Regions from separate parts of the Gossypium hirsutum genome. Here region 1 is linked to region 2. The links are chromatin contacts, called in public Hi-C maps. All regions are on one chromosome and are shown on one strand. The core of a region is the stretch at or near the end of the contact, and the rest is flanking DNA. Distances in the headings are between cores, read along the strand shown.

Region 1 (5,626 bases), core at 2,300-4,799, 60 kb after region 2:
AACAGTAAGAACTGCTGAAAAAGAAATTTTTTTTTACTTCTAACTGGATATTTTCCCATTATTAACTTTTAAGATTCTGAGAACAAATCAGTACTCAAGGTGGTTCCTGCTCCATGAACAAGAGAAGCAAACAATTTCGGGAGACAGTAGCATACAGTTACATACAGAAGTAGAGAATTAGTTTTCCTGAATCAGATAACCACAAGTAGTAAATTTACCATCATAAACATTGCCGTCCACACTTTCTGATTTTGATGCTTTCGGAAAACATAATATTCTCCAATTGCTGTTAAAATATTCGTCATGTTCTTTAGGATGGTCACCATTGCTATATTTATGTATTTCAAACTGAAATGAAAAACACAGAAAATTGAGAGTTGGAGTCCACTTAGCTTCACTTTTTGAGTAAATAATATACGAGGAATGCGCTGGAGGTGCAGTCTGTAACATACCTATACATTCCCGACACAAGCATGCCAACAAAGATTATATTTACAGGGAGCCAAACCCTGATCAGCTTCCAATTCAGCTTTTCGACTGAAACTGCTCCACACAGTCCCAATATGGCAACAACTACACAACTTATCAGATTCTGCAGTGCAATACAGGAAAAAGAATGAACTTCCACCCTCACAAATTTTTAACAGTTCGCATAAAATGAGGCATTGAAAGGTGGTCACAGATAGGACTAATGTTCAAAGATGCTAAGAATTCTGCATGCTTTTCAGTTTCATTTTAAAGACATAATACAGCTGAGAGAAACTTGCTTATGATACTCATGACAAGACATTTTGCTTACTTCAAATGCTATAAAGCTATTGAGGTGTAGTTACATACCTGATAAAACATCAATGATATTCCTGCATTAAAATTATAACTTGAGAGAACAACTTTATTCAGTAATATCATGCTGCACGAAGAAATGCAGTATGCTGTTCCGGATATAAGAGGTCCAGATCTTCTTCCAATTACATGTGCATGTTTTTCACTCCGATCAAATGGAAGATTGAAACTGTCACCAATTGCTGCTTTATTCCCTTTAAATAACCTGATGAAAGAGCGATATATACATCAAATTGACCCGACAAAACTCACTTTTAAAGTGGAAAATTTGATCATATAGTTCTGTATGATCATATTACTTTATACAACATGAATGCAAACAAATTAGTTAGTAGTTTAGTACTGTATATACATTAGGAGAAATCCAGAAACTCAAAATTTTAAATATGGAAAAAGCAACAACTTGATCTCCGATCAAAATTCTTTGTCAAGCAGAGGTAATCGAAGTTTAAAATATTCAAAGACAATAGGACAAGGAGTATATCAACTGTGATCATTGGCTCATCTCATTGTTGTGCAATTCATAACCAGCCAATTTCTTGTCTTTCAAGCTTGGACATGTAGTGTATATAAATTAGATTCGTATTGAAATCAAATTCATAAAACAAACATACATTACAACGAAGCACACATAAAAAGATAGAACTCATAGAGATGAATGAAAAATAAACCGTTAGAAGTCGAAACTTGTTGGTAAATCTACCTATCAGTCAGTGTTCCATTCTCAACATTTGGGGTGATACTGCCAAGTGACCTCTGCCCTTGCTTATGGATGCCATTTAGGATCTCATATACTCTATTAACCTTTTCATCTGAAGTCGCTTTCTCATTCCAAGAGCTTAATTCTGATTCCTCAGAATCACGGCAAACAACCTCATCTAATTTGATACTCGACATGTCACTGACCTGCATATGAGAAAAAAGAAACATGAGATTTGGAACTATCAGCTCCAAATTGCCATTGCCAAAACTTCAAATGAGAACTTGCCAAGGAAGTGAGAATTCTAATTTCTAAAGCATGAAAACAAGCTAGTAGACAACTTCAATGAAGCAATAATGCCACGTAGAAGCTTTCGAAGCAAATTATATTGTTATCTCTATCCATATTCAGATTCATAAGTAGTGAATTTGAGAAACAAGAAGTTGCCCTGCTTTTGTCACTCTAATTTTGACCATCCCAAAAAAAGAAAAAAATTTACCACTAAGGGAAATTTAAAGCAATATAGTCAATTCAATTGAAAACCCTTGTCAGCAATGCCAAGATTTTATCAAACATTTGGCAAACATAAAAACAAAATTCAAAAAATTTAAACATAACCCAAGAATTTGAAGAAGTTACCAATTTGATTGGTTCCCTTCAAGCTTCAAATTCAGTAACCTCCCACCCTGAAAGGTTATAGAGGGGGAAAAATGAAAGGATGAGAGTCCAATCAAAGGCGTTGGAAATGAAAGAGGAAACTGAACCGACAGAGGCAAAGGAACATGCAAAAGACGTGAAAACTGAATGTGAAAAACTCTTTTGAAATGGCACGCAAAGGGGAAGAAAAATGAGAGATCCAAAAGTATGGAGAAAGACAAGTTTGAAGTATAAAACTTTAAATGCGTAGTGGAATGAGCGTGAAAAAAGCGAAATGGAGAGCGAGATTCCAGGCAAGTAAGGGAATTTGAATAATGGATCTTGGAGCAACTCCCGAGGTTGCCACAAAGTCACATGTTGTCTGAATTTCGCCATTGTAAACTGAACAAGCAACTCAGTCCTCCTTTTTCCGATTATGGATTTATTTGTATTTTAATTCAAGGGTTGAAGGGTGACAGGCACATGGATTCCCCTCTTTTGATGAGTTTCCAGCGGAATATATGCCTTTCTTTTTGGTACGAAAATGGAGGACTCTAAAGCCCATCAACAAACTAATTTGAGCTTTAATGCTTCATCTTTTTGCCCCGAAGAAAAAAAGCCCTAAACTTGGAGTAGCGATGTTATAGCATTGGACGCCCAAAGTGATGAGATTCATTCATAAAAAAACAAGTTACCAACCAATACAAAGCCCATGAGTTGAGCCCAACTAAACAAATAGGTTCTCAAAGAACCTTAGTAGAACGCTTCTGTCATGCATGGGGAAGAGAGGAAAAATGCTCCGAGAAACAAAGGTTACTGTAATTGGGCATGCCTCTAGTGGAAGCAATGCCACTGTGAAACCTTAAAAAAGACGTTGACAACCACCACAGGATCGACAAGGACACCAAATGGAGGAGAAGCCAAAGCCAAGCACTGGCAACACAACCACCACAAGCAGATCTTGTGCAATGACACCGTGACAGCTGGTCATAATCGATGAGACTTCAAAAAAGTGCCAAAGAAGAAGCAAAGTTTGTCAAAGGCAAGGCCTTACCAAAGACAAGAGGGATAAACAACCAAACATGGGAGAACCTATGGAGCAAATAGACAACAACCTCTCACCAACGATCACAAACCGTTAGAAAGGAGGCTAGATCTTGAAATCATTATGCTGAATGACATAAATAAAAAAAAAGAAAAAAATTGAAATAAAAATGTGAGTGGTGCCAAACCCGGAGGTTGAGTGGTTGCTCATAGGAAGCTAAAAAACCAAAGAAAACTTAGGAGTGAAGGACCTCATAAAGAGAGGGGAGAAGAAAAATTTAGAGATAAGTGTAATGTTATAAAAGATTTTTATTTTTGTGTAGTTTTTTTTTACAAGAAATATTGATTTGATTTAGTTTTTTAACAAAAAAGAAATCTGTTTCCATTAATTAAAGGCAAGGAAAGATGGTGTCGGTTTAATGCACCAACCCACTAAACCATAAGACAAATAAAGAACCCTCAGGCCCCTCAATACATTGTCCAAGATTTGAAAAGGCAACCAACAGATAAGGAAAGGTTACCATCTGAAAAAAAAAAAACACAAAACTCTTTCCTTGCTTTCCTCCTAAACCGATGAAAACCAGTCAAAAACCTCTCTCCAATCCAAGTTTTAAAATTCTAGTGTGTGAACAAACCGTTGATATCAAAAGAGAGAGAAGTGCTTTAGGAACCAGTTGGAGGTAAAAGATTAGAAAATCTCCAAATTCCAAAGCAGTCAGGTGCAGATTAATTCTGATGAAACCATTGTTGCAAGTCTCTTTTGGCTGCCCGTTCCACCATAAATGACGCTTTCTCTATCCAGTACGGCTAGATCGAGAATCGACAACCTTCTCCAGCCAGTGCGTGAGCAATGATGTTGGCTTGTCTTCCAGCAAAACAAAAGGTGACTTTTGCAAATATCCCCAATTTTGCCTTAATATCTTGAACAATCGGGCTAATGATAGACTTGTCTAATGTAGGAGAATTCAATTTCCCAGTGACAGTAAGTGAATTGCCCTCCATCTGTACTGATCAAAATCCTAACTCAGCCGCAAAGATGATGGCCTACTCATACGCCCGTGCTTCGGCAATGAAGGCATCAGTAACACCATGGTGGGGGTAAGTACATGCAACCATAATAAGACCTGAAGAATTTATAGCCAGTACTCTTGAGATAGAAGTTTTTGTATTAGGGCTAAAAGATGCATCAAAATTAAGTTTAATACTGTCAGAACCTGGTGGTACACATTTCTCCTGTTTAGGTAAAAAAACTGATGGATTTAGTTCACCCAGAGCCTCTAGCTCTACTAGGTGTGCCTTAATAAACACTGTCAAACCCTGCACTAATTATCTAACACCTTCATGAGCAAGCTTATTTCATGCATGCCAAACCAAATTGCCCAGTAAGATATCACCAATAACTTCTCTAATCTTGTGTTAGGTTGCATGAAAACCTCTGCTAACCATGTTTTATAATCTGAATTATGTGAGGTAAGGATAGTCGTAACATTCAATGAGTCTAGAACTTTCTTGGAAACAGAGCAATGTCGTAACAAATGGTCAATAGATTCTTCAGCTGAATTGCACAAGGGACAGACATTTTTAACTTGTAGTTTTCTGCGTTGTAAATTATCAAAAGTTGGTTGATAATTTTTTGCGAATCTCTATACTTCAATCTTGATTTTTGTTCAGAGCTGTAGTGCCCACAAATTAATGTAGAATGTTGTAACTAAATTAGGCATGGCTGTAGAACGTAGACCCTTGTTTTGTAACTCTTCGTCTAGCAGAAGCCTGTAACCACTCTTAGAAGAATATTCACCAAAACCTTCATGTCTCCACACCAATTTGTCTATTGGCTTTGATTGGGCAAGTGGAGTACATAGGATTCTCTCTACATGGTCTTCATAAAAAAAGAGTCTCACTCTTTCTTCTACCCAGGTATTGGAATTATGATTAATTAATTTTGATACTTTTGTGTACCTGATATCTATGTTCTGAACCTGTATTCTTTCATTTCCAGGTCCAGGGATTCAAGAATCATTCCAGATATTTATATTCTCACTTATGCCAATTCTCCAACCGACTCCCTTTTTGATTAAACCCCGAGCACTCAAAATACTTCTCTAGGTAAATGATGGGTAAGCACTTAACTGAACATTCATAAATTCTAAATCCAGGTAATACCTGACTTTCATTACTTGTGCCAACAAACTCAATGGATTAGATAAAATACGCTAACATTGTTTGGCTAGCAAAGCATCGTTAAACTTAGTCAAATCACGAAAACTTAATCCTCCACAAACTTTCGGTAAATAGAGTGAATGCCATGTACTCCAATGAATACCATTAGATGATTTGTTGTTTCCCCACCAAAATTTGTTGAGAATGTTTTCCAGTTTACTACACATAATTTTAGGTAGAAGA
Region 2 (6,235 bases), core at 3,564-6,063:
AGAATCAATATCGAGTCAAGCGACATTAAAGTATCTCGTGGAGCTCTCGTTTTGTTAAAAGGTAAAAGAACTGGCAGTCTTTATATTCTGGAAGGTTCTACAGTGAATGGTGAAATCAGATGTCCCTCGTTCGTTACAGAGTCGAAGTCAACTCGTTTGGAGCGGAGGCAACTTGGTCATAGGAGGGAAAAATGTATGATCGTTTCGTTGAAGAGAGTTCTCTTTTGGATGCAGGTTTTGAAAAGTTAGGGCACTGTGTTCGTGAAAATCAGACCCGGATTAGTTTGGATTTAGCAGTGTACAAGTCGAAGGCTAGAAGTCTTCTAGTTTCTAAGCACAGATTCGACTTAGTTGATTCCCTGCATAGTTCAAGACAGGCTCATGGGGGGCTTTGGCAAATATGGCGTGGTAGAAATATGAGTCAAGGTAGAGATTTGTTAAGTATGACTCTTATTTTCAGTCAAATTTGAAAAATAATCTTTTAGTTAAACTCTGTTTATTTATTTCAGTCAAACATTGATTAGTTTAGATTATTTTATTATTATTTGACATATGAATTTAGCCTATAAATAGGCTCTTTTATAACCTTAGAAAATACACCCATTAGAGATTAGAACTCATAACACATTTAGAGAATTTTGTGTTTACGTTTTGAGAGTTCTTTGTTTTCGGGGTTTAGTTTTTATCTCCATTTTTTGTACTCTTCGTTCTTTTGCCATTATAATAAAATTATCTTTGCCCGTGGTTTTTTATCCTCTTTGGAGAAGTTTTTCCACGTTAAATTTGTGTGTTCAATTTCTCAATTTATTCCTCTATTTTTACTTGTTGCTTAATCGGGACGATCCTAACAGATAAAGATAGTTTTCCAACTCAACCCTTTGAGATATAAACCCCAAAAATTCAATTAATAGATCTAATCAACCTTCCAATAAATGATCATTGCTAAATTGAAGGATGAAGAATGAATTCTCATGATTCATTGATGAAAATGGAGAAAAAAGTCGCTCCTAAAATTTACAAGAAAATAATCTTGTATGAAAGAAATTAACTCCAAGAGTTGAAGTTTTTATTAACGATTGAACCAATAACTCTAATGAATAATGAAGATGTCTTTATATAGGTTAACTAATTACATCCAAATAAAACTTTCAAGTATAATGAAACTCTATTTAATCTAAATAAGAAGTAGTTTTAGTATAACTAAACTGTCTTATCGACTAAAAAATATAAAAATCCTAAACAATTTTAAACACTTAAAAGTATCCTAAAATCTAGAATAAATAAATAATAAAACCTAATAGATACAATATTGGACTCACATATAATCAAAATTAGAACTTAAACTTGAATCCAATATGATTTAAACTCGAATTAAAACCCGAAACTCATGATTTCCTATAATAATCTCATCCAAAAATTTTATTTGCGTAGTCTTCACTAAAGTGGTTATAACTTGAGCTCCTAAACTAAAAAGTGATTCAAAGTGCATTTTGAAGCTAAGAGGTAGCTCTTCAAATGCTACGCAGACATCTTAGCCCAGAAATGCCTGGATCCTATCCAAAAATTAACTGTAAGCTGACTGATGTTCCAAACTTGAAAATTGGTAGCTTGATTGAATTGATTTTAATAAATTTCACCCCATTTGTGCATGTATCAAGTAGTGCTTGTCCTAACCAAAAGCTTGTTATCTCTTAGATTAAGGATATAGTTTCAACTTCCTTGGCCATTTTATCTATTGTTAAGGTGATATGTTTCCAATTAGGCTTTTGGCATTTGAGTGTTTTCTTGGGTTATTAGAAACGTAATATGTTGTCTTTGGACACTATATTGTTTTTGGGAATTGATTGGTGAAGAATTAGGGTCTGCTTCTATGATACTTGAAAATGGGGTATAAGACCAATAACTTAGGCAAGTTTTTAAATATCTCTTAACAAGGTGACATGTAGGATTTGATTTATGATTAATGACATAATTAATACCGTAGAAAAATAAACAATCAATTTGGCAATGTTGACTTTAATTGGATAGTTCCCTACGAAATTAGTGGTCAAGCACAAGTATTGGAAAAACTCTTTCCATGTTGGGTGCTTTGATGGCTTTAGCAATTATGAGGATGGCCTCGATTTTTTTAGATGTTAAATAACTTTGTTTTAATTTAGATTGTTGAAACAAGATTTATTGATGATTATTACATATGGGGACATGATTATTACATTCTAAGCAATACTAGCATTTCAAGGGTTAGTATTTGTTATCATTTAAATACACAAGAGGAGGAGAATTGATGTTTAAAGAATAAATAAAATAAAGCTAAAAAATATTGCACAAAAATTTTAGAGTGGTTTGGTCTTAATTGCCTACATCCATTTCCTTAGCTTTCGGCAGCTATAGGTTTTCCCCCAATCCACTAATTGTTACATTTCTAGGGACAATGTATAATATTAATAATTCTCTATCTTTTAACTTAGTAAATAGAACCACTATTTTCTTAAGGTTTTTTACCCAAAACCTTAAGCCCTTTTCAAACAAGAGAAATAAGAATATGAAGAAATTAAAACATCTCAAAGGTGGATAGACAATAATTCAGCTATCTCAAATACAATAAAATACTTGTAAAATGAAAAAAAATTAACAAAAGAGTGTAACAAATGAAAGATGAGACTTTTGCACTTTAATTGTTGAAACTTTAAAAACAATATTTTCATTTGAGTGTTTTTGGATCTTATTTATAGATGTAGCCATCCGAGGTTGTTGGAAGGAGTTTCTAGTCGTTGAGAGTATTAAATTCGTATATTAATGACAACTTGCAAGTCGTAGTGTTGATACCTTGAAGAAAAATAGTTGCTACAAATGTATGGGTATTGATACCTACTATTCTTTTGACATGTATGATGGTATTTAAAAAAATTATTCGTATATCAATACCACATTAGCATATATTGATATTTAATGAACATGTATCATTACCATACTATTTTAGATAATGTTATGACTACTTACTTTCCATGTACAGGTACCTTCCATGCCAGGTATCATAGGTATCGATACTTAGCTGCTAGGTATTGATAACTTGTTACAAGGTATCAATATACAATATCCCTCTAGAAAGTGTTGTGAGACATTGTTTAAGGGGTATTGATACTTAGCCTAAAAATTGTTTAGAAAAGGCTTAGAAACATGTATGAAAAGTCTTCGGAGTACTCAAAAACATTTGTAAAAGTTCAAGGAATTTTGGAAGTTTGTTTTTGAGTTTTTGATACATGCACAGATGTGGTGAAATTTATTAAATTTCATTTATCGAAGCTATCAATTTTCAAGTTTGAAAAATCAGCCAACTTGCGGCGACTTTTTGGATGGGGTCCAGGCATTTCTGGGTTGACATGTCTCATATCATTTGAAAATCTATCTCTTAGCTTCGCAATGCACTTTGAATCACTCATTTTAAAGTTCAGGAGCTTAAGTTATGATCGTTTAAGTGAAAATTACATGAGCAGGATTTCTAAACGGGATTATTATGGAAATTACGAGTTTCAGGCTTTTAATTCGAGTTTAAATCATATTGAATTCGATTTTTAGGCTTAATTTTTATTATATATGAGTCCAATATTGTATTTATTAGATTTTATTATTTATTTATTCTGAATTTTGGATATTGTTTAAGTATTTTAAGTTGTTTAGGAATTTGATGTTTCCTAATCAAAAAGAAAGTTTAGTTTAGAATGACTTATTGTTTAGATTAATTAGAGTTTCATTATAGGAATTTTGGATATTGTTTAAGTATTCTTTCTTGTGATTTTCAAAAGTAATTTTCTTATTGATTTTCTGCAATGAGTCATGAGAATTCATTTTTCATCCTTCAATTTGTCAAGGATTATTTCTTGGAGGGTTGATTAGAGCCGTTAATTGAGTTTGTTGGGATTTATATCGCAAATGATTCAATTAGACATTTATCCATCTATCCATCATATCTATTAGTTTATTCATTTCATCTTTCACTTTATTTTTTTTTCTTCTAATTTTCGTTTATTTATTTATTATTTTTATTGTTTGTTTGTTCTTAAATTTCTTTGTTTTTTAGTGTTTTCGTTCTTTTTATTTCTAAATTTGTTTATATCTTTTTTTACATGTCAGATCTGAATACCTCTTTCTCGAGTTGAACAACTTGAATACGATCCTTCTTCTGCTTTATTTCTCAATAATTTTATAATACTTGAAAATATTTTATAAATAATCAATTGAATTTTTGCAAATTTGATTTGTTATATTAAAACATTTGAAAGTAAAAACTAACAATTTCCCTTTTGGATATAACAAAACCTTGGAAAAATAATTGCTTTGGAAACTCCCCTAAATCAAATGTAATTTTCAAGTGATACTTCCACTATTTACAAATCACTTTTAGATAGTTAGGCACAAGTTTACAAACGTATACCAATAAGACAAGAAGGTTAGGAGCGAGGAATAGTACATGGTTGGCGCAAAAGACTAGCTTTAAGTTAGGTGGATATACAATGCTTTCAGCTTGGGTAGAATTTTGCATTTCCACAACCTTTCCCACTCCAACGCGATGCCTTTATATGGAAAGCAAGGGAAATTGGAGAATTTTGTGATTTGGTTGAGATAAAATAAAAATGGGGGTGAAAGATAAAAGCTAAATAATTTGTGTTTTGGAATATACGATTGCGCTAAACTTCTTTACCTGATTAAGAAGCCTTATAATATAAAAATTAATATAATCCAATCGAAACTCCACTGCAAAAATGAAGTAAATTGTGTATATCAAGAACAGAGTTTGGGTCTAAGTTATAAATTTTGTAATGGGCTACACACATACATATGGGCCAATTTTAAAAGATTAAAATTTGTTGAATGACGTTTACGTATTATAAAATTTGAATTTGAAAACTTAACATTTATATAATTTTTACTACTACAATTATTCGAAATTTTTTAATCGAATAATACGTATATTCAAATTCGAACCGAAACTTTCTTAATTATTACAATAATCATGCTAATTAAATCAAAGATGAAAAGAGAGAGCCAGAATTCTAAATCATTAAAACAGGTATAATAACATGCAAAAAAATTTCACCTGACATGTATTATTTTTCCATACCTAATATTGCCACCCAACTATTTTACCTATGTTTTCTCTTTTTTTTTCATTATTCATTTGTAAATTTTTTGGGCTAGTTCTGGTTTTAGTCCCTATACTATGTTAAAATTAAATTTTTAATCTCTCTATTTTAATTTAACATGATTTGATCCTTCTTTTTCATAATGTTAGTAGTATGTCCAATTAACTTAGTTACTTGTTGCCATTAAAGTGGTGAAATAAAATTCACATGAAAATCTAATAAACTTTTCAATCAATAACTACATGTTAATCAAATGTTTAAGGTTGTTTTAAACAGAGGCAAATTTAGGGGGTGGCAAGGCCCTGATCCCCTTAAATTTTGTAAAATTTCTTTTAAAACTTTTTAAGTTTTAGAATTTTTTTATTTTAATATTATAATTAGTGTTTAAAAGATAATGAATTTACGTTCCCCAAAGTTTTTCAAATTTTTTTTAAATTTGATTTATTTTATAGAATTTATAATTTTTTATGATAAATTTAGTAACATTTTTAGTTTAATTTGGTAAACTAGTACAAAGTAGTATCTAAATATTAATTTCGTAAAAATCAAGTTTAATAATTGCAATATCTAGGTATAAATGGTATCTAAATATTAATTAGGTAAAAAAATAAACTTAAATAATTATAATATCTAATACAGATTGAGCATTTAACTCGTTTTATTTTTCTTAAATTTTGAGAATCAAAATTTTTCCGAATTTAAAAGCACCTTGTTAAAAGTAGGCCCTACCCATACCTTTAACATGTATATTTTATAAAAGGGTAAACTACAAAAATAGTCACTTATATATGGTTTATATTACGTTTTGGTTATTAAACTTTAATTTATTATGTTTTAGTTACTAACATTATCAATTTGTAATATTTTAGTCACTATGATGTTACCTAGCGTTAAAGGTGTTATGAAAATGACACGACCTATTAAATGCTGACATGGAAGGCACCACATAATTTAAAACTTTTTTTTTTTTACTTTTTAACCTCTTTGTTTTTCCTTCTTTATTTTTTTCCTGTTCTTTTCCTTTCTTCTCATTCCTCTTTGGCCTTTCTCTATTTTTTTTCTCATTCATTTCTTTTTCCTTCTTTTTTCTTTAA

The links. Hi-C and Micro-C count contacts between places; a contact is called where the count stands out from the background.
Region 1: a contact with region 2 is called in a Hi-C map of leaf, with 6 times the contacts expected there. The contact joins the promoter of LOC107928739 here to the enhancer-like site in region 2. A contact is called at or near these places in 15 of 34 Hi-C or Micro-C datasets (anther, callus, cotyledon and 3 more).

The regions. Positions count from the first base shown.
Region 1 is chrD03:45,180,034-45,185,659 of Gossypium_hirsutum_v2.1, forward strand. LOC107928739 (GDP-mannose transporter GONST2) reads right to left here and starts at 3,550. Exons shown (of 10, transcript XM_016859995.2): 1 at 2,183-3,550; 2 at 1,547-1,749; 3 at 838-1,048; 4 at 453-592; 5 at 219-348. The coding sequence starts at 1,740.
Region 2 is chrD03:45,118,323-45,124,557 of Gossypium_hirsutum_v2.1, forward strand. No RefSeq gene overlaps it. Among protein-coding and RNA genes, the nearest start is that of LOC107928765, 25 kb to the left of the region's middle. Within about 2 kb of position 4,814, at least 3 of the 9 cell types and tissues checked have an H3K27ac peak or open chromatin away from gene starts, as enhancers often do. A contact at or near this core is called in leaf, where this site is marked.